Regions from separate parts of the Mus musculus genome. Here regions 2, 3 and 4 are each linked to region 1. Evidence: chromatin contacts called from public Hi-C and HiChIP or PLAC-seq data. All regions are on one chromosome and are shown on one strand. Each heading gives the region's core, a stretch centred on a gene start, on an enhancer-like site or on the middle of the called end of the contact. The rest is flanking DNA. Distances are from core to core; before and after follow the strand shown. Region 1 holds the start of Hs3st1 (heparan sulfate (glucosamine) 3-O-sulfotransferase 1). Region 2 has its middle 88 kb from the start of Gm40292. Region 3 has its middle 100 kb from the start of Gm25377. Region 4 has its middle 63 kb from the start of Gm25377.

Region 1 (5,425 bases), core at 1,852-4,351:
TCATCACAGCCTTCAGTCTCTTGCTTTCTTGTTTAAGAAAGGGAGTCTAGATAGAAAGCAGATGGTTCCATGGCTAAGTTGGGGACTGGAGAACTGCAGTGTTCATATTTTCTAACCTCAGATGAAAAGTGCTGTCTGTCCTTCTGTAACACCTTGGAAGACAGTTCACTTGTCACAGAGCAGCCAAAAAAGTGCTACACTCCTCAGCTCAGGCTCTGGAACTGGTGTCTAGATACTCATGGCAGACATAGGTTATAACCCATTCAGGCATCCCATGCTTGACTATCTTTGCCTCCTTACCCAGGAGAGAACGGGACTCAGTCCTGTCAGTGGCTGTGTGACACCCAGAGTGCAGGTTGGGTCTCAAAGAGGCTGAGCAGCACATACCAACCAGCTCATCCCTCCCCCTCCTCCCCCAGCCACTCCCCTTCTCCCACCTGCTTTGGAATCACCACTGAATTTTAACTTAAGACAGGAAAAGCTCCTGTGAATCTTCCCCCTTCCGAGAATCCCTGGGATTTTTCAAGGCTGAGAATTTCTTCTTTTGAGGATGAAAACACAAGTCCCAGCTATATAGACGAGTTTGTGTAAGGCAAAGCTCACTCTGCTTATCAAGGTGTAGGAAGGCTATAATCTGCTGGAGAGATAAAGGTTATGCCCCACCACCACCCCACCACCCCCACCCCACACTAGCAGCAAGGGCCCTCCACATGTCCAAAATCCCCTTTGTAAGATCAAGGCACCACTTTCTCACCAGATCACCTGTCCAAAACTTTCCGTCTTAAGACATGGTATATTGCGTGCACAGCAGCTTAGGAGAGGATGTGAAGCCCAGAATCATAGCTCAGTCCTGCTCACTAAGACATCTCTGGCTGCTGGCTAATTAACTGCAGAGACTTAAGAGTGCTTAGTCAGGAAGTTGTCCATCCCTGTCGAACAAGACTTAGATGGGTAACTGATGCCAAAGGGGCTCTTTTAAAAGTTCACCTTCTCATACATGGCCGTGGAGGTGTGTGTGTGTGTGTGTGTGTGTGTGTGTGTGTGTGTGTGTAACCTTACGTAATACAACAGTCCATATCAATGTTATTTTCCCAATTCAGTGAATGTAAAAATCTAACCATGTTGAAAATAAGGAAGGGCAGTCCAATGCATTGTACCTTAAGCATTCATTTGGAACTTTAGAAGGTCGGAATAATTCTAACTGTACTCACTTTTGCTGGGAAAGTAGAAAGCAAGACTAATTCCTGGTGTCAAAAGGAATTAGTACTTCAGAAATGTGGGGGTTGGGGGTGCAGAGTTGAGCTATCTCAATCTCCTTTTGTGAAAAAAAATAAAGTTAAATATAGAATTCCTGGAATAAACTCCTGGGTGGAAGCTGGTAATTGAATTTCAACAAATACAGTGAGCTTTGGGAGCAAAGCTGAGACCACAGTACCTTGTGTCCCCCACCCCCACCCCCAAAGCAGCTGGTCAAATACCCAGGGCTGGGGCACCTGGGGACTGCGCTGGAGATCTGCTCCCACCCGGATTGGGGAAATGGCTGGGAGGTGGGGCAGCCTGGGTGCTGGTGGTACTTTCCTGAGAATGCTGAGCTCAGACTGAAGCAAGGGCGAACTCTCTCCTCTCCCTTATTCACGGTCTCCTCTACTCACCCCAGCTCCTGGCTAACAAGAGACCTCCTCTGGGAAAGCAGCTTCAAGACTGTGGATGCAGAGTTGGCTCCTTGGGATCCCCCCAAAAGCATCTTAGCATAGTTAAGTATAAAAATAGCCCCGGGATAACGCGGAGGGAAGAGGAGGAGTAAGTCTCTCGCGCAAGGCAAAGCAAGAATACCACAGCTTCTGCGTTGTGTTGTGGGGGTTGGCGAGGAAGGGTGCTACTCCTGATCCAGAGGAGAACCCCGTGTGTGCAAGGAAAATAAAGTGCCTCCTTTAGCTTAGATTGTGCCATAAAGAGTCGGAGGCACCCACAAATAATTGCTAAGTCTGGCACAGCCCACCAATCCCTGGTAGGCATCTGGCTCCAGCACTGGCTTCTCCATCCTACTACTGGTTTGAGCCCCAGGTTCGGAGAGCTGGCTTTCCAGTTCCAGGAATGGCAGGGTCCAGAGGAAAGCAGCGGAGTCCACTGCTCTAAAAAAGCGGGTGTGTATGGCACACCTGAAGAGGTCAGGCTCCGAGCGAGCTGTGCACTTTCTAAATACAAGCTTCCCAGGTTCGTGTACGGACATCCATTATCCACTACCCTCCCCCATCCGCCTCCTCTATCGGTGGTACTCGAAATAGAAGCCGAGGTGGGAAAAAAGTAAAAAAGTAACACGAAAAAAAAAAAAAAAAATAACAGCCGTATGTAACTGGCTGTCTTAATACCTAAGGTCCTGCCTGTCACCTTCTTCTTCGAGTACCCCGGGAGATGCTCAGTCTCCCCATTATTGCTACCAAATGCAAAGGCAAACTAGACCAAGGCTTCCACACCCGAGATGCCCCATTCCAGAGGGACTCCTGTTAGCTGTCCCCTGGCCCAATTCTCCGCCCTAGGTGGTACCCGGGCTCAGCCAGCGCTCCACTCTAGCTGCAGTTGCCCAAGGTCCTAGAGAGAAGCTGTGGCGCCGAGCAACGGGCAGCGACGACCCTCTCGAGTCATCTAGGGACATAAATCCAGTCTTTTAAGAGTCAGAAAGTCTGGTACCTTATAGTCCATCTCGCGAATTCTAGAGGTGAGGTTTCGGAGCAGGAGACAGGAGAATCAGATAACCCCGAGTCTTGCCTCCAGTGGAGTGTGTTCTACCTGCTTTAGCCTTATCTCACCTTGGGCTTTGCACTTGAGTTAGTCGGAATACCAGAAGAAGGTGCCTAGGCAGCCCTCACCCCTCACGCTCCGCGCTCACCTGAGTCGCGTACCCGTCCAGCCGGTCCGGCGCCCTCAATCCTCTCTCCGGCCGGGCCATGGGCAGCACCGCCGCCAAGTACCTGCGCCCTTTGGAGCAAATTCACACTCACCCCGGGACGGGCGAGCGGTGAAGGGACACAGGCACTCACCGAGAGAGACCCGGCGGTGACCGCAGCTCCGGGCTGCAGCGCACTGAGGACCTTGCAGGCAGGCGTTTTGGTGCCGGTTCTACGGATGGGAGGAGCAGGAGGAGGAGCAGGAGCCGGAGGAGGGGACAGTGGAGGCCGGAGCTCGGGGAGAGCGCGGAGGGCAGAAGAGGATCTCGAGCGCCCACTGCTGCCTTGTTGGCTCTGGTACTGCCCCGAGTCCCGCCTCCCAGCGAGTCCCTGAGCGCCGACTTCCAGCAAGCCAGTTAAGCACCCGATTTCTGCGCTTTTGGGTCCCGAAGGAGCCGGCTCCGCTCACCCAGTACCTCGGCTCCTCGGATTTTAGTCTAAAGGGAGAGACCAGCGCAGTCTAGAGGGTGGGGCGTGTGGCTTGGGTGACTTTATCCACCTTGCAAACCCTGGACTCCTGGTCGGCTCCCTGACCCCTCTGGGTCCGAACCTTGGGCCCATATGACCGTTATCCTTTTCATAAATTCTGCGTGGTCCCCAAGACCTTCGCAGTACCCACGTGTGTTCCCACCCAGCGTTCCTTACCAGCAGGTGACTCGCTTTAGGCGCCTGTGCTCGGTGCACAGACCGGGAGGTCTCTGGAGCCGGTAGCTCCATCTTGCGCTGCAGCAGGGACAGGAGCCACTTGAAGAGGTGGCTTCAGAGTGTGCTTTGTCGCCACGGAAAAACCCTCTCTCCAAAACCCTCTCTCCTTCGGTTTCACCTCAAAAGGACCGACTTAAGGCGAGCCCGAAGAATTCAGCTTTCCTTTAGCAAAAGTAACTAGGTTGGCAAATTTCACCTCTGAAACTAATCAAGTTTTTCCTGCGTTCCAAAGCTGAGAGGTTTTGTGAGAGAGCCAACCTGCATAGTGTGACTCAGTTTAAGATTTGGAGGGCGAAGGAGCTGGAATCTCCTTGGAGACACTGGATTGCTTCAGCCCAGAGCAAGTCGCCTTCCAAAGCAGGTTACCAGAAGAAAAGAGGAGCAGGCAAGAGAGAGAGAGTGTGTGTGTGTGTGTGTGTGTGTGTGTGTGTGTGTGTGTGTGAAAGGAATAAGAAAGAAGTAACCAAATTCAAATCAAAAGAACTTCTTTTAGCTACTTTAATATCTTCCATATCTTAAAACTCAGAATATAAATATTTACCATCTATATTTCTAGAATCAACATTTTCCTATCTAAGGGGGAAAATTCCTTTGGGAAATTGACCTCGTAGCTGGTGCAAAGATTAGCGTCAGTCCTCTTAGAAGGCAAACGGATGCCCAGTTTATTGTGGCTTATAAAGCAGGCAACATCTTGGAGAGCTTAGCCAAGTTTTCCTTTTCAATGATAACTTATTAGAAAATTTAATGATTCTGGCTACTTATTCTTTGAATAAATGTAAAGTTGATATGCCCATTTCAGGTTAAAAAGGAAAAAAAAAAGTGCATTCACAAAAGCCACTTTAAATCTGCATTTGGAAAAGTCAATTTAAAGTTTACTTTAGATTTAGATACATACTTTTTCTCTCATTCTATGAAGTTGGGTAAAATCCCACAAATATCTATTGTGATTAAATGGAGAGTTCAGATTAAAAGGGCTGCCAACTCTCAGTTATGGTCACTTTAAGCTTCTTCCAGATGCCAAGCACAGTGGAGATGAGGAATCCTTCAACACAGGGTGGGAGGGGTGTTGGTGTCCTAAGTTGGTTGAGGTTATTTTTCCTTCATGAAGGGTCAAATGTGTTTCAATGCCCAATACATGGTATGAAGTACACAAGCCATCCCTGAGACACAAAAGGAGATTTGCAAGAATTCTTCTATTCATACCTTGGAAGTCAGAGGCCAGTTAACCAACTTTCTTTATTTCCTGCCACAAAAAACTCAAAAGAAATGAAAACCCCAGCCCCAGTTCAGAGTCTCTGTTACTCACCTTTGGCAGAACCTACTCCATGCACATTCAGCAAGTGATAGGAATTGGAGCACTGACCTTACAGTTGCGCATCCACACCAATATTATCAAATATTTATTGATCAATAGTCAATGTTCTTAGATTTAGGTAAATAAAAATACCAATGAGCTTTCTGGCTGTCTTTTTGTTTGTTTGTTTGTTTTTGTTTTGGTTTGGATGTATATGTCTGCTTAGACATTGATCTCTCTCCTAGATGTCTTCTGGGACTCCCTTCTGCTCACTCCTAGATACCTGGTCTGCTGTATTGGCCCTAATACTGTATTAAACAGAGCTGTTTTTGCATCTGTCTTCGCCAGTACATTGGAAGAGCCTTGGGTTTGAGTAACCATACAATTGTCCTTTTGTAGGTTCTCTGACAGTATAACTTAAGGACCCACCCCCCCTGAAAACTAACAAACATAAAACCCAAATAACATCAACAAAACTCAC
Region 2 (5,425 bases), core at 1,631-4,130, 250 kb before region 1:
TTCCTAAGCATTCAATGAAACGTTTACTCTCATCATGGGGCTTCTAGTAAGAAACCCAGAATGCAAACTTGGTCCTGACTCACTTGCAACTGAGTAGGGTGATGGCTGGAAGCAGAAGGAGAAAGAAGAAAGCTTAGAGCATGCAAGCTGCACCCAGCATCCAATGACCCGTCTTGGGTCATGACCTATCTACTCTCAGGTTTTTGGTCACTTAGCAGTGTCAAGTGTGGGTTCCATCTCACATAAAGAGTCCTATGAAAAAGTGACTGGTTACTTTCAGGTCTTTCTGGTTTGAGGAGTCTCTGTTGAAAAGCCATGAGTTATTCTAATGGGGACTGAGTATATGTCATTTGATCTTTTCCCCTGGCAGCTTTTAATATCCTTTGTTGTTGTGTTCATTTAGTATATTGACTATTATGTGTCTTAGGGAGTTTCTTCTATTTTGTCTATCTGGTGATCTATGTGTCCCTGGTACCTTGATAAGCATCTTATTAAATTAGGAAAATTCTCTTCTACTATTTTGATGAATATATTTTCTATGATTTTGACTTCAGTTTCTTCTCCTTCTTTTCTACCTACTATTCATAGGGTTGGTCCTTTTTATAGTGTCCCAGACTATTGTAAGGTTTTGTACCTGTATTTATTTAGGTTTAACATTTTCTTTTACTGACTCATCTATCTCTTTTACATTGTTTGGGAGACATGAGATTCTATCTATCTTCCACATATTTTCATCCTTAGGCAATGCTGATCTTTGAGCTTTTAGTTTGATTTCATAGGCTTTTTATTTTTAGTTTTATTTCAATTTGTTTTTTTTTCTCTTTCCAATTTTTATTAGGTATTTTCTTCATTTACATTTCAAATGCTATCCTGAAAGTCCCCTATACCCTCCTCCCACCCTGCTTGCCTACCTACCCACTCCCACTTCTTGGCCCTGCTGTTCCCCTGTACTGGGGCATATAAAGTTTACAAGACCAAGGGGTTTCTTTTCCCAATGATGGGCAACTAGACCATCTTCTGCTACATATGCAGCTAGAGACACGAGCTCTGGGGGTACTAGTTAGTTCGTATTGTTGTTCCACCTATAGGGTGGCAGACCCCTTCAGCTCCTTGGGTACTTTCTCTAGCTCTTCCATTGGGGGCCCTGTGTTCCATCCAATAGCTGACTGTGAGCACCCACTTCTGTGTTTGTTAGGCACTGGCATAGCCTCACAAGAGACAGCTATATCAGGGTCCTTTCAGCAAAATCTTGCTGGTGTATGCAATAGTGTCTGTGTTTGGTGGCTGAATATGGGATGGGTCCCCAGATAACCCCATTAAAAATGGGGCACAGAGCTAAACAAAGAATTCTCAACTGAGGAATATCGAATGGCTGAGAAGCACCTGAAAAAAATGTTCAACATCTGTAATCATCAGGGAAATGCAAATCAAAATAACCCTGAGATTCTACCTCACACCAGTCAGAATGGCTAAGATCAAAAATTCAGGTGACAGCAGATGCTGGCGAGGATGTGAAGAAAGAGGAACACTCCTCCATTGTTGGTGGGATTGCAAGCTTGTACAACCACTCTGGAAATCAGTCTGGCGGTTCCTCAGAAAATTGGACATAGTACTACCAAAGAATCCAGCAGTACCTCTCCTGGGCATATATCCAGAGGATGTTCCAACTGGTAATAAGAACACATGCTCCACTATGTTCATAGCAGTCTTATTTATAATAGCCAGAAGCTGGAAAGAACCCAGATGCCCCTCAACAGAGGAATGGATACAGAAAATGTGGTACATTTATACAATGGAGTACTACTCCGTTATTAAAAAGAATGAATTTATGAAATTTTTAGGCAAATGGATGGATCTGGAGGGTATCATCCTGAGTGAGGTAACCCAATCACAAAAGAAGTCACATGATAAGTGGATATTAGCCCAAAAACTTAGAACACCCAAGATACAATTTGCAAAACACATGAAACTCAAGAAGAAGGAAGACCAAAGTGTGGATACTTTGCTCCTTCTTAGAATTAGGTACAAAATACCCATGAAAGGAGTTACAGGGACCCATCTCAATTTGTTTTTGTTTTTGTTTTTTTTGTTTTTGTTTTTTTTTTTTTTTTTACAATTCTATTTCTATGCTAAGTTCCATTTTAAGTCTTTAATTTTTTTCAAAATTTTTTCATTCAATTGTTTGTGTATTCATCATATTCATTAAGGCGTTTATTCATTTCTTGTTTAAGGTTGATAACTGCTATTTTGAATACCTTTTTTGAGTTTCATCTAAATTGATTTCTTCAGGGTCTATTATTATAATAAAATGCTGGTTTCTAGAAGAGGCTTATTGTCCTGAATGTTCACATTTGTGATTTTGTGCTGACATCTAGGCATCTACAGTTATGATGGTTGAGGTATTTCTTGACAGAGATACATGCTGGGGTGGCTAATCTTATGCCAACTTCACACACAAACTAGAGTTATCTGAAAAGAGGGAACCTTAAGTGAGAAAATGTCTCCATAAGATCCTGCTGTAAGGTATTTTCTCAAGTAATAATCAATGTGGGAGGACCTAGCCCTTTGTAGGTAGCATCATTCCTGGGTTGGTAGTTCTGGGTTCTATAAGAAAACAGGCTAGCAAGCCATGGAAAACAAGTCAGTAAACAGCACCACTCCATAGTCTCTATTCACCTCCTGTCTCCAGGTTCCTGCACTATTTGGGTTCTTGCCCTGACTTTCTTCAATAACGGACAGTGATATGGAAGTCTAAGGCAAATAAATCCTTCCCTCCCTTACTCACATTTTTAGTCATAGTATTTCATCATAGCAATAGTAACTGTAACTGAGACAGCTGGTCTAGCCTTTGATGGCCGGGTGTGTCATCCTTTTGTTGTGGTTTCCCCAAGCTAGGCCTTAGCAAGTATAATAGCTGTGGGGAACCTAAGTCTCACCCAAGTGACTTTGGATCTCTGGTAGAAAGTAGTTCTGTGTGTCACTGAGGAGTCACAAAGAAATGAAGAACTAGAAAAAAAGGGGTAAAAAGTGGTAGTAGAAAAAAATGAAAGGAGTGTTGTGCCCACATCAAGAGGCCAACTCCCAAGGTGATGGGGGTGGACTCTCTCAGAGGATGTGTTGAGGTGGGCCGGTAGCAAGTCACCTGGGACTTGTCTGGAGAGCTAGGAGGGAGGAGGAGAGCAGGTCACCTGTCACCTCTGGGTGTCCTAATGAAATGTGTGAAGCCCTGGGAGAAAGAAGTTTTCAAAATGTTTCTAGATTTTTGTGAGTTGCTCTTCCAAATGAAAATGTAGGCTTCATGGGAAAGAAAATTGGGTTTCTATTAAATTAGCACCCATAATCACAAATATTGGTAATTTTGTTCTCCTAATTTTTCAAAAGTAGATTTTGTGCATTTTCTTGCTTAATACTCTACAAACAGCTTAATGTTTTAATTTAATTTCATATTGTAACTATAATGCAATTTAAAATTGTTAATTAAGTATTTAATTTAATTTAAAAATTATAATTGCTTTTGCAAGAATGCAATCTAAGATAGTTTTTGTTGAAAAATGTGTAATAGAAAGAAAAATATATGCTTTTCTTTTAGCCAAAACTACTAGATAAGAAAATCAATGATCTAATACAACAAATATTTTAAAAGTTTGTTTTCAAATATAAATATAAATAAATATATAAATTACCCACAAGTAAAGTCAAAAGTGTAATTTGAATATTTCTTTTTTTGCTGTATTTCATTTCAACAGTTTTGAGCACCTGACTGGTACAGGGCCTAAGAGTAGAGAAATCACTGATATCTACCTGGGGGTCACCTAAGAAACCTGAGGCAGTGACTCCTGAAATGAATGCCTTTAAGCTGCTCCACCTAGTGTCTACAATTACACCATTGGAGAGTCACTCTTTGACATTCTTTCCTGAAGTGTTTAGTACATCACCACTAACAGTCAGGTTTGGGGGCAGGAGAGATAACTCTATGATTAGGAGTATGTTATAATCCTGTTCTTTTCCATATATTATGGATGGATCAATCTCCTTGAGTCTCCATTATTATTTGTGCATACCTTTCTCCACCCCTTGCTTTTCTGTGCCAGCCTGTGCAGATTTCTGGGTACAGTTTCTACTGTCCTCTTCCTGCACATACATCTGTTATTGTTATGTAAATATTATTTAGCACCTTGGGTGCTAAGTAGCTCTTGATGATTTATGCAATACTTTAGGGAAAGGAAGACTGAAGAGTGCTTTACTTAGCTGGGCGACCCAGTGCTTCTCACATGTCTGGATGTTGAAGCTCTGCCTGCCTGTCTAGACAGCTTATCTATTGTCAACACCTTAGTGTGGCCATGATTCCAGGTGTGTCATTAGAACCCCATGAAACCATGAGCACCTGCATCTAATTTCAAGTATCAAAACTACAGTCATGATGCTCAGAAAAGACTTATTCTGTTGGTATTAACTGTCAAGTAATAGTGATATTGCATTCATTCATTCATTCATTGACCAATGTATCTAAATTTAGATAGAAAACAAAGTTTTACTTCAGAAAGAATATAATCCAAGTCACCTCATTTCTTACATTTTGTTGTGATCTTGATAAATGAAGTAACAGGATGAGTGTAGGAAAGTCCTATCCTGCAGTTCCTTTCTCTCTAGGATTCCCCATAGTCATAGCATGTAAATTGACAGAGTTGAGTTGAACAGTTTTATCTGGGGTAACTAGCCAGGTTCTAGACAGTTTTAATGTCTTAAATCTGCCATACGTGTTCACCAAGAGAAATTCAAAGAGCATCTCTATAAACAGAGGGTAGGCAAAATGTCTGATTGTCTGCGATACATTTAATTAGTGCCAAAAGACATAAAACAAAATCCCCCAAACACTGTTCTAGCAAAAGTATTTCAGAAAAACATAATAAAAGCAACAACAACAACAACAAAAACAACAAAAACAAAACCAACCAACCAACTGGAGACAAATATGTAAGGCTGTGACAATCATTTCAAGACATGGAGGCTGAGGTACAGTGATTTAGGGAAACCTGTTTGTCCAAAGCCTGGAGAGGAAGAGGGGATCCGTGTCTCATGGACACAAAGAATCCAATGACAGTATCAGTGCTGAGAATTTGCTATAAGGCATGGACACTCAAGTGCTTTGTTGGGGTTCTTCCATTTACTCCCATAATTGTGAGGGATCATTCTCCTCCCTAGCAACATAATGAAACAGAAGTCCTGAGTGGTTTCTTTGGCTGGATAATAGCTAATGAGCAACAAGATGCTAAAACACAACCTCTTGCTTCTCACTCACAAGTATGTGTTCGTCACTCCCCAGCCCTATGTGCTCAAAGGTGTCTGGAAAATGTAAAAAAAAGTCTGGAGCTCAAAACCCAGAATGATTTAAGAACAGAGATTACAGAAAAATGTCTACCTAGAA
Region 3 (5,425 bases), core at 2,180-4,679, 230 kb before region 1:
AGAGTGTTTGAAGTGTGGTAGATGAAACTGCAGTCATGAGATTCTGGAGCCTGCAAACAATAGCACAGACTTGAATTCATCTGATCACAGCATTAGCTAAAAGACATAAGAAATCTCCACTTTCCATATACTGTGTTCTATGTGCTGGTGCAGCAACATCTATGGCAACAGTAATGAAATTGACTTTATCTCTGACACTATGGAGACACAATCCAATATTCCTCCCCCATATACTTTCAAGTTTCTCAACTAAGAAATATTCACTGCTGGGACTCTTGTATGTTCAGGAAAAGATTCTTGGATGTTGATTTGTGGTATTTGGTTAAGGTTCTTAGTAAGTCTTTTTGTTTGTTTGTTTGTTTTGTTTTTGTTTTAGTTTGTTTTTCAAGACAGGGTTTCTCTGTGTAGCCCTGGCTGTCTTGGAACTCACTCTGTAGACCAGGCTGGCCTGGAACTTAGAAATCCGCCTGCCTCTGCCTCCCAAGTGCTGGGATTAGAGGCGAGCACCACCACTTGTGGCTCTTAGTAAGTCTTAACTGAGCTTTTTATGGCTGGATCATCCTTCATGAAGATTTAGCTGCTGGCTGGTGCAAACTTCTGGATCATGCAGGAAAGCAGTGCTCATCTACTGAATGGTATCAGTAATGTCAGAACTTCTCTACCAGCTCCCCAATGCACTAGCCATTCTACCAACTGCAGTTCTTCATCCTTCTTGCCCCAGAGAATACCTGCTACCCCAGTTCACTGAGCACACGTTGACACTTCGAGATCACTATGTTGGCAGCCCCAATGGCTTTTTTCTGAAATGCCATTCTAATCTTTGTGCTTACCTTGTCTTATCTGATCCCCATCTGGTTGCTAACTCCTGCACAATTTAAATCCTCAGACCCATGAAATTTTAACCGGCAATCTTCGAGAAATTTCTCTACAGCATGATTTGATCACTTAGTCTCTGCCTATTTTGCTAGCTATGTTCAGAATTCTTGGAGGGCAAGAAACTGTTCCTTATTAATCTTGCTGTGGTATCATTGTGACTCATGAATATTCATGCTGATTAGAAGAAAAGTTAAAACAAAATTTTAATTTATTCTGTTGGTCTTCGTCAAACGAATAGATACACGTACCTATGTGAGTGAGTACTTTCCTGGGTATCTTGCTCTTGTTCCTTTAAGGTTAGATATGTTTATTTCTACTCAATTATAGCAAAAATCCAGTTTGGGGCTGATTAGTCTGTTCCAGTCATGTAAAATCCAGACCACTTTCTGTTTTGTTTTGTTTTGTTTTTTGAAATAAATATTTTTATTAAATCTTCGAGATTTTTGTAGAATATATTTTGGTCATAATCAACCTGCATGTCTCCTCCCCCTAAACTTTTCCTAGATCCATCCCCATCTCTGTATCCCCATCTCCTTATCCCTTCAATGTCATATCCTTTTTCTTGCTTTGTTTTTGGTTTCTTTTTGTTTGTTTGGTTGATTGGTTTTGTTAACACTCCATTGACTGCAATGACTGGTTTCATCTCAGGAAGGTCTTGTAGATTCCACCGCAGTCTCTGCAAGTTGAGAGTGCAGCGATCCTGTCATTACAGATACTGTTCTGCTCCAGTCCTCTGAATCATGCAATCTTTTAACTTCATCTTCCACACTGGTCCCTGAGTCTTTCGAAGGTGATCTTATAAAATTTCCATCTGTGGTTGAGCACATGGAAGTCATTTTTCTGTGCACTTTGACCAGTTATGAGTTTTTGTGTTAAACACTATCTACTGCACAATGAAACTTCTCTCATGAGGTCTGGAAACTGAATAATTTATAGGTAAGAAGATGTGAATTTAAAGAACATTTAATACTATGTCCATTCAGCAAAATAATAGTAAGAGGTTCACACCTGGAGTCTGAACTCCCAATTAAGTTGGCAGTGCCAGGCATGTTTCTTCCTCTGGCACAGGTCATAAATCCAGTCAGAAAGCAGTTTATTATGCACACAGCATTCATGCCTCTATTTTGCACCCATATACACATCTTGTCATGCCAGTTCCGTTCACAGCTGGATCAGACTATTGCTGATGCTTTCCACCTTGTTCTCACATCGGATTGTTTATCTTTCGGTACCACAAGAACTAGCTGGTAGGTAGGAGGCTTCCTGGTCAATACTGACTTGATTTCTCCATGTCCTGTGACCCATGTGTGTGGTTCCTTTAGCAATGGGGTCATCAAGTTCTGATTGGCCACCAAGAGCTACGGCAATATTCTACATTGTTCTGGGGCTGTCTATGACAACCTTGCCTGATCAATACCTCAAGGGTAGGTATCCTACACCTGGGACTGCATTTTTCTTTCATTCTCTCTGTCTCTGTCTCTGGTCTCTGTCTCTCTGTCTCTCTGTCTCTGTCTGTCTGTCTGTCTGTCTGTCTGTCTGTCTCTCTCACTCATAGCCTATGACTTCTGGGATAAGCATAGACCTCTTTGTAGGACTTCCAATTAAACTCGTTCACATAAATATGAATACTAAGTTTATATATAGTAGGTGTCCATGTGGACTTTTCAAACAACCTTAGAATTACTTATCTTTCCCATAAGTCCTCTGCCTTGACCTCCCATTGATGTGATCTTCTTAGCAAACCTGTTGCAGAAAGAACTTTCTAGAGCTTTTAATTATGTCCCTTTCAGTGAAGGATTGCAAAAAGCCTGTTTCAATTCAACATGTACCAATACTCTGTGGATCTAATTTTAATTGTCCCCAGATTTTAAACTGTAAACTCCCCAACTTTTTCTCTGATGTGGCTGTTCTTTTAGTAACTCTGGTGCTCCAGTTATAGCTTGAAATTATGTATGGTTTAAATTTATTCATGACTTCGTTGTGTGAGTGGCTGTGTTGAGACTGTTCCTAGGTGAGAAAAGCCAAGTCAATTTCTTATGAATGGGAATTTGAGCTGACTTCATACTCTCTGGCTTTCTGTTTCTAAGGGCAAAATTCCATTCTCCCAGCTGAAGCCCCTATTTCCCTGTTTCTGCAGGCAGCACATATTTCAGGCTGCCTGACAAGTACTAAGAGAAGCAATGAGAACTCTCTCTAACTAGGAAAAAAGAAACCCAAGGAGGCTTTTCACATTCCAAATTCAAATGCAAATGCAACACATGGGAACTCTCAACCACCTTAGGACCCAGGGCCAGCTCTGTCACCAATGAAATGTAGTAGACCTTGCAGGAAGCTCGGATCCTCTATAAATAAGTTGTTGGTGCAGAATCACAGGTGTTTTTCTGATTTAAAGTCTTATGGTTCTGAAGTTTGCCAGTTGCGAGTGCACTTATACAAAGATTTAACTTGTAAAATGTGTGGGGATGGTCCCTAGCAGGATATGAGCAACAGCAATGAGAGCAGACTCCTAGGATTTAGATTTGGCTCCTGACTCTGCGACTCATAAGCTATGGGCCTTGAGCCAGAGAAATGCAATTGTGTTTAAAGCCAGAGACTAGCTGAATATCTCATCGCTGTCTCATGGGTCGCACTTGGATTGGAAGAGGAGTGTTCTTTTTGTAAGCCATTCTATCCATGCCTGCAATGACATACCTGGACCCTCAACCTAGAACTGTCAGCCCTGATTGATCCTGGGCTGGGAAGCAGGGATGTTTCTGTTTCTGGCTGTTTGCACAGCATCTGTGTGGCAGCCAGGACAGCTGGGCCCTTAATAAATGCTTCGCTTGATGTTTCCCTCTCCACGCCAACAGCTCAAATGGGCAATGTACAAGCATGGCGGGGGGGGGGGGGGCTTCCATATCACTTGGCGACTGTTGGGAAAATCCACCCCCTCTCATTTCAGGACTCAGGACATTTTTATAGCAATTGCTGGCAGGGTGGCAATATTGGAAATAATGAAGTATGCAGCATCTCATTTCTCAAAAAACCACTTTGCTGTCACACCCTGTAATCCCTGCAATGCGTGGGCCGGGAAATCAGCTGTGACTTTATGTTGCTGTGAAACTGGGAGCTGGGAGGAGCTGCCTCGTGTTCTATTTAGCGTTTGCCTTCCTTTGTCAATACACACAAAAGCCAGATTAAGATTAAAGCTGGCCAAACTATTCTCAAGTAATATGAATGCATTGCCTGTAAACACAGTAAATGAGTCTGGTTTCTTCCAGGTAGAACAGGCCTTCGAAGCCTTTGTCATTGCCAGAAATTTCCAGTTCATTGATCTCCTTACATACACACTCAGTACTACTGGAACCATTGTTAAACGTAGGTATATAATTATTAAGGCATTCGAGAAACAACAAAGTTTTCTTGGCCATAAGAATCTGAATAAAATGTATTCTCTAATTTCCTGCAACTTTATGCTTTCAGAATTAGAAACATGTGTACAAGGAAATATAATCATGACCACATCTAACTTTTGTCACCTTTCCACAACTCTCCCTCTGACTCTCTCAGCACCTTCTCTTCCCAAATTCTCTCTCTGTCCTTCTCCCTCTCACTCTCCCTAGCCCTCTTCTTCCCCATCCTCTCCCCCTTCCCCTCTCCCTCTCTCTCCTTCATAGAGGTGGGGGCATCCACTATGGGCAGCTGTGGTGGCATGGTTGAGAATGCTCCCATCGACTCATATATTTACATCCTTAGTCCCCAGTTTTCCTTAAATAGTTACTGAGCTGAAGTTTATAATTCTACTAAAGCAAAATGTGCCAAGATAGAGTGACTGAAGGATATGAAATACATGGAAGCTCCCAGAATGACAGCTTAATGTATCTGAGGAGGGACCAGATGATGAGAAAGACTTTTAGGTGGAATAAATATAAGAATACATTTGAAGATGTAGAGATGAAAATTCTCCTTAGATTCTAGAGGAATTAATCTTTTCTAATAAAACAGTTTCTACTTTTGGCAGAGTAATGGATGCTAACATGAGGGACACATAGAGAGGGAAAGTATTTTTGAATTCAACGAGGTATTTAGAAAACTTGAAGGTTTCTTTGACAATTATGTGAAAGAAACTGAAAAATAAATGGGGTGTATATATTTGGTCAATAATCGAAAAGAAATGAAAATAACAAACTTCACTCCAATCTTACTGGATGGCAGGCAGTGTTTGAGATTGCATTAGCTCACTAAATTCTCAAGTTAGTGAGGTGCCAGGGGCTGTTGTAGGATCCCCTTTGCATCAAATTAGAGTGAAGCCCAGAAAGGATTATTCTGGGAGGAGGCTGACATCAGTGCTGGCTGAGCTCCAGATGCCCAATTCCATCACTTCAGTAGGATTTCACAGGAGCCTGGCTTACTCAGGAAGTCCTTGCCTTTCTGGGTTATGATGCCTATTGGACCCTGGTTCAGTGAACTTGCTATAGGGTGAGTTTTGCCAACTTTCCTCAAATTAAACTGTTAAATCTAACTGTTGATGTCCTAACCCTAGTATAACAGAATATGACCTTGTTGGGAT
Region 4 (5,425 bases), core at 1,142-3,641, 190 kb before region 1:
CTCTGCAACCTCCCCTTACCTCATCAATATAAGCCACCTAGTCTTTGCCTCATGAGGTAGCTATCCTTCAGGAGGATAACCAGTATTGATTTTTGGTTTGCTTCTGAATTACAAATAGTTCTTATGCATTCTGGGGATTAAACTAGCCATATACATTATTCACAGGTGTGGTCTCCATTCCATGGGTTGTCATTTTAGTCTGATTGTTTCTTTTGAAATGCCTAAAAGTTTATATTTTCTTTATTCTTGATACTTTCATGCATGTGTACCATGAAGCATGATCATAACCACCCCCTTTTGCCTTTAAGCTTCCTCTTGTCCCTCTAAGCACATCTTTGTCTCATTGTTGCAACTCAGCCAAGTTCCATCACTGCTGCTCATACATTCATGAGTATGTATAAGCCCATCCTTCGAAATATGGGAATACTATCAGTGGCCACACCCTTAAAAAGAATAGTTCTTCCTCTCTCAGCAACTATTAATGGCATATATGTTCATGAAAGTGGGTGAGACCTGGAGATTGTCTATCTCATCTATGCTGAAATATGATCTAGGCTGATTGTATGCAGGTTACCCAAGTGCTTTTGAATTCCTGGGCATGGTTAGTCTAATACAATCTTTCTCATTTTGTTTTATTAGTTGAGATTTTGCTGCTGCAATCACAAAAAACACTGCATAAACTAAGGCATGGCATGTTCCCTTATGTTTACTTCCAGTTTTACAATTTCAAAAGATTTAAATACATAGTTCTCTGTGCATGTACAAACAGTTATTAGGTAAGCTCCTCAAGAATGTTGTATCCAAACTATTAATCAGTAGGACATACAGAAAAGGAAAATAGTATGGAGGTTTTTCAAAACTTGAAAAAATAGAACTATTTTATGACTAAGTAATAGCACTTCTCTATATTTTAAAAATAATTGAAAATAATATATCAACTATATATTACAATAATCATTGCAGCCTTAACAGCTGCTGATATATGGTAATCAATGTGAGGTGAGTGCCCATCAAGAGATGAAGAGACAAAGAAAATGCATTCATATATGTATAATAAAATACAACTTCTCTTTTAAAAAATAAAAACATTGATCTCTACAGTAAGAAGGGTAAGCATTCGAGATCTTCAAAATGAACTAAATGGGGCAAAATGCTGAATGAATGTATGTATAGTACGTGTATATATAATAGATTCTCATATGTATAATGAAAAGTATTCACATTCAGAAATATGATAGTTAGCAGGATCAGGGTTGGCATCATGGAGCTGAGTTGTTGTTTGGTATGTTTCTCCACACAACAGTTAGCTTATAGATAGCAAGTATTGTGCACTTTAAGATGTGTCCGGAGAATAATTCTTTTGTTCTGTTCAAAACAACACAAGTTTTGTTTTTTTTTTTTAAAAAACATAAGCTTGGAACAAGCAACATGGGTCAGCACAGAAAAGCTCTTGCCTTCAAGACATTACCTGGGATACATATGGTTTAAAGAGAAAATCAAAGTGACTCCCAAAAGTTGCCCTCTGACGTTCCTGGGTGCACAGTGGCATGTGCACTCTTTTTTCCCCCTTACAACAATTGAATAGATGAACAAATATAAAAAACAGTTTTAAAAACACATACACTTAAATGCTGAATGGAAGTGGATAAAACTGATTCGCTGCCTGCTTGTAAATAAAGACTCATATAAACAGACACAATAATCAAAAGAATTCCTATTATAAGAATTACTGATATCTAGCCAATTCTCAATAAATGCTAGTCCCCTCATCTCAGTGTTTCCACACTTAATTCTAACCTCTGGCAAACTGGATTTAGGCTGAAATTTATACTAGAATTACAAGTGACTTCATTACTTCATAACATGTTTTGCCAGTTTGGAAAAAGAAAAGGCAAGAACTGAATTTAGAATGATTTCTAAGGTCATACAGAGATCTGAAATTATCTCCTGTCTCTTATTTCAATAAGGGCAGCAGTCTCAAATACAGAAAGACTGGTCTAGGCTGCTTAACTAGCCTGGCACTGGTGATCTATCAAAACTTATTTTGAGATGCAAATAATGAGTTTTTTTAAAGCAGGATTTTAGTCAACCTGTTTATTAAATTATTTTACCCTCTGTATTATTTGGACCCAGAGAATAACAGGAATGGTGTCAAGATTTTTTTGTTTAGCTTGCATTCACAACATGTATCTGGTGAGGAAGGGGTTGCCCACTGACATGCACAGAAGGTGAATGATGTCCACACAATCAGGATGATGCTTGTATATCTCCTGAAGCTCTGAGAGACTTTGAAATCACCTCCCTGACCCAAAAGGAGACTGGCACCAACAAGCATCAAACTGTTATGGATAAAGGAGCCAACTTAGAAACCTGACAGGTAATGAGATACTCACATCCGCCAAGGTGAACAGATGGCCATCTTCAGAGGACACAGAACAATTGTCACTAAAAACAGAGTCTGAGACTGTGTGAAAAGAAGGCTGCTTTCCAAACTCAGACCCTGGGAAAACAGGACAGGCTATATCTGAGATGAGAGGAAGGGAGTGGAAATTTGAGAAGGAGCTGTTGTTTGCAGAAATGGATAGCTGGGGAGATGACTTTCTCTTTGGTCTAAGATTTCTAAGAAGTAGTGCCATTGTGTATTCATTGCTGAAATAAAAGGCGCTGTCACACCTGGCAGAGATACAGGGTTGAGAGATTTAAAGCAAGAACATCAGAATAAGCTGTGTTTGTTTTGTTCCTAATGTGAAGTGTTTCAATTCTTTCCGGGAATTGGCAGGGGTGTGTGTGTGTGTGTGTGTGTGTGTGTGTGTGTGTGTGTGTGTGTGTGTGTGTATGACTAAAACTGTAATTAAATTTACATTGTACATTAATCCTTCTACCTTGAATTGGGTTTTATAATGGCAGAGTGTTTATGTATAATCTGTGAAGTTTTAAGGAACTCGGTGTTGGACAGATAACCCACCTGACCTTAACTAAAGCATTGCCGAAAGCACTGAAATTTCCATTTGGTAAGATTCTAGACTCAAGAGCACATAAATTGTGACATCTTCATTGTTCATGACAGACTCACATGTCTCCTCTGGCAGAAAGCAAATAGGCTATGACTTAAGCAAAAGTTATTATTATTGGTTTAATCCTAAAGCTTTCAAAGGGATGATAAGATGTGGCCCATTCTGATAGGTTACTTTGTTCATGTATATATATATGTATGTGTAAGCATGTGTGTGCACATATGTGTGTTCTCTATGTAGAACCCAGAGAAGGCTGCTACAAGCCCAGCTCTGTCACTTTCTCATTTCCTACTTCATTTCCTGGAGATGCTGTCTCTCACTGAAGATGGAGTTTCCCCAATTTCTTTTATTTCTGCCTCTCAACACTAGAGTTACAGTCATATACATGTATCCAGCTTTCACATGTATACAGAAGAAAGAATCTTTGGTCCTCATGCTTTCAAAGCAACTACTCGTACTCACTGAACTATTTCCCCAAACAAGTTATAATAATTTTGGATCTTTACTAGTATTAGTTTGGTTGATCAATATAACTGTATTTCATTGTCGGATGCCATGTGTTGTTTTGATGTGTATACAGTGTTTCATGGGTAAATCTAGCAGATCCATCATTTTGCTTACTCACAATCAATATCACCTCAATGTATTCATGGACAACTGCTGTAGTGTAGGAATCTATATGTTAGACTGTCCCTGTGAAAGGTCTACCACTAAATAAGCATTTTGCTAATAGAGTGATCTTTCCTCCCCATTTCTCCTGGGGATAATGAAAACAGTCATTAGCTAATATGGAAGAATCAACTGTGGATGGCACGCCCTAATCCTGCTTTCTTCTGAGGAATCAACCATGCACTGGGACCCAGTTTTCCTTTTGCTCTGTTTGATGAAATTCTTACCTGACTAACCTGGTTCCCTCTTCCTGGATGGACAATTAGTTAACTAGACCAGAGGTAACATCTGCTTACCTTTACAGGTTTATTCTTCGACTGAGTCCAGGATTTCTGATTCTTGGATAAAAAGTTCTGACAAAAGCTGGGTCTCTTTGCTTTTTGATTCTTGAACATTTATATATTATATATAAAATTAAATTTTGTGTATGGGTGTTTTGTCTGCTTGTATGTGTGTTCCCATGTGCAAGGAGTGCCTGAGGAGGTCAAAAGAGGACAACCTGAAACTGAAATTACAGATGTTGGGCATTGCCATGTGTCATGTGGGTGTTGAGAATCAAACTTGAGTCCCTGGAAGAACAAGTCAGTGTTTTTGACCACTAAGCTAGTTCATTAGCCCTGACATGTCTCATTTTAAATTTTTGTTCCACATATGAAAGAAAATGTGTAGTTGTCCTTATCAGTCAAATTTATATCACTGATTATTTTTGATTGCATCCATTTTCCTGCTAATGCCATGAGTTCTTTTTCTAATAGTTGAGTAAAATTTCATAAGTATGTGTCATACTTTATCTCAAAACAGTTTTATTGAATTTCTCTGATGGCTAAAGAAGTTGAAAATCCTTTTATATGTTTATTGGCCATTAGTGTTTCTTCTTGTCAGAAATGTGTGCTCAGTTCATTAGTTCATTTATTGATTAGATGAGTTTGGCTGATGTTTCCTTTTTGCAGCTCTTCATATATCTTGGATATTAATCCTCTGACTGATGTGTGAATGGGCAAAGACTCTTTTGCTTATTCTATATAGCTTTCTGTTTCTTGGTGATTGTTTCCTTTGCTGTTCTGAAGCATCATAGTCTTATGTAATCTCATTTGTTTCCTGTGTTATTGAAGGTCTTGACTATAGTTGATTCTTGCAGTAGGTTTTTGCTGTTGTTGTTTGTTTTGCTCTTGTTTGTTCTGGAGATTGATTTCTGTGTTTTGTGCACCCTTGGCAAGCATGATACCACTTTACTACACATCCAGTACCTTGACGTGTTTTCCTTTGTTTTCAAATGTTCATATCTTACAGTAATGCTTTTGATCAATTTTGTTTTTTTAAGACAGTTTCTGTGGGTTTTGCATGTTATAAACTTTATCTTATTGAAGTATAATCTGATAAAAATACAGTAAACTCTTTGCATTCCTTGTATTTGGTAGGAGTGAGTTGATTTATGGCCTACAATCTCTTTTAGAGAAGGTTCTTTGGACTGCTGAGAGGAATCTGTATTGCTTTTCCTTTGATTGGAACAGAATGCATCTTTGTGTATATGCATCATGCCATTTTATCTGCGGGACAGTTTAGCTTTGAGGTCTTTCCATTAATATTTTGGTTGGATGATCTATCTAGTGATGAGATTGGTTTGTCAGTGCCAGCCATTATTATTGCAATAGGGCTCACCTCATCTTTTATGTTCATTAGTGTTTTATGAAGTGTGGAAGCCCGGCATTTGGTATATATATGGCTGTTATATGATATGTATA

What was found. Hi-C and Micro-C count contacts between places; a contact is called where the count stands out from the background. HiChIP or PLAC-seq counts read pairs in DNA pulled down with a chosen protein or histone mark.
Region 2: an H3K4me3 HiChIP or PLAC-seq map of the 230-238 cell line shows a contact between it and region 1, with 19 read pairs. The contact joins the enhancer-like site here to the promoter of Hs3st1 in region 1. A contact is called at or near these places in 1 of 15 datasets of contacts at CTCF or cohesin (pro-B cells), 2 of 484 Hi-C or Micro-C datasets (both in nephron progenitors) and 6 of 115 datasets of contacts at active chromatin or transcription factors (the 230-238 cell line, a colorectal cancer cell line, extraembryonic endoderm stem cells and 2 more).
Region 3: an H3K4me3 HiChIP or PLAC-seq map of neural progenitor cells shows a contact between it and region 1, with 11 times the contacts expected there. The contact joins the enhancer-like site here to the promoter of Hs3st1 in region 1. A contact is called at or near these places in 7 of 484 Hi-C or Micro-C datasets (the C2C12 cell line, the Patski cell line, embryonic fibroblasts and 2 more), 5 of 115 datasets of contacts at active chromatin or transcription factors (the 230-238 cell line, extraembryonic endoderm stem cells, neural progenitor cells and 2 more) and 1 of 9 other capture datasets (macrophages).
Region 4: a contact with region 1 is called in a Hi-C map of cerebellum, with 1.6 times the contacts expected there. The contact joins the enhancer-like site here to the promoter of Hs3st1 in region 1. A contact is called at or near these places in 1 of 39 promoter capture datasets (cancer-associated fibroblasts), 1 of 15 datasets of contacts at CTCF or cohesin (pro-B cells), 6 of 484 Hi-C or Micro-C datasets (brain, cerebellar granule neurons, cerebellum and 3 more), 2 of 115 datasets of contacts at active chromatin or transcription factors (the 230-238 cell line and extraembryonic endoderm stem cells) and 1 of 9 other capture datasets (adipose tissue).

What each region holds. Positions count from the first base shown.
Region 1 is chr5:39,641,530-39,646,954 of GRCm38.p6, forward strand. It overlaps Hs3st1 (heparan sulfate (glucosamine) 3-O-sulfotransferase 1), which reads right to left and starts at 3,102. Exons shown (of 2, transcript NM_010474.2): 1 at 2,888-3,102.
Region 2 is chr5:39,392,616-39,398,040 of GRCm38.p6, forward strand. No RefSeq gene overlaps it. Among named protein-coding and RNA genes, the nearest start is that of Gm40292, 88 kb to the left of the region's middle. Within about 2 kb of position 2,881, at least 10 of the 459 cell types and tissues checked have an H3K27ac peak or open chromatin away from gene starts, as enhancers often do. A contact at or near this core is called in the 230-238 cell line and pro-B cells, where this site is marked.
Region 3 is chr5:39,413,807-39,419,231 of GRCm38.p6, forward strand. No RefSeq gene overlaps it. Among named protein-coding and RNA genes, the nearest start is that of Gm25377, 100 kb to the right of the region's middle. Within about 2 kb of position 3,430, at least 26 of the 459 cell types and tissues checked have an H3K27ac peak or open chromatin away from gene starts, as enhancers often do. A contact at or near this core is called in neural progenitor cells and stem cell-derived neural progenitor cells, where this site is marked.
Region 4 is chr5:39,455,835-39,461,259 of GRCm38.p6, forward strand. No RefSeq gene overlaps it. Among named protein-coding and RNA genes, the nearest start is that of Gm25377, 63 kb to the right of the region's middle. Within about 2 kb of position 2,392, at least 3 of the 459 cell types and tissues checked have an H3K27ac peak or open chromatin away from gene starts, as enhancers often do. A contact at or near this core is called in cerebellar granule neurons and cerebellum, where this site is marked.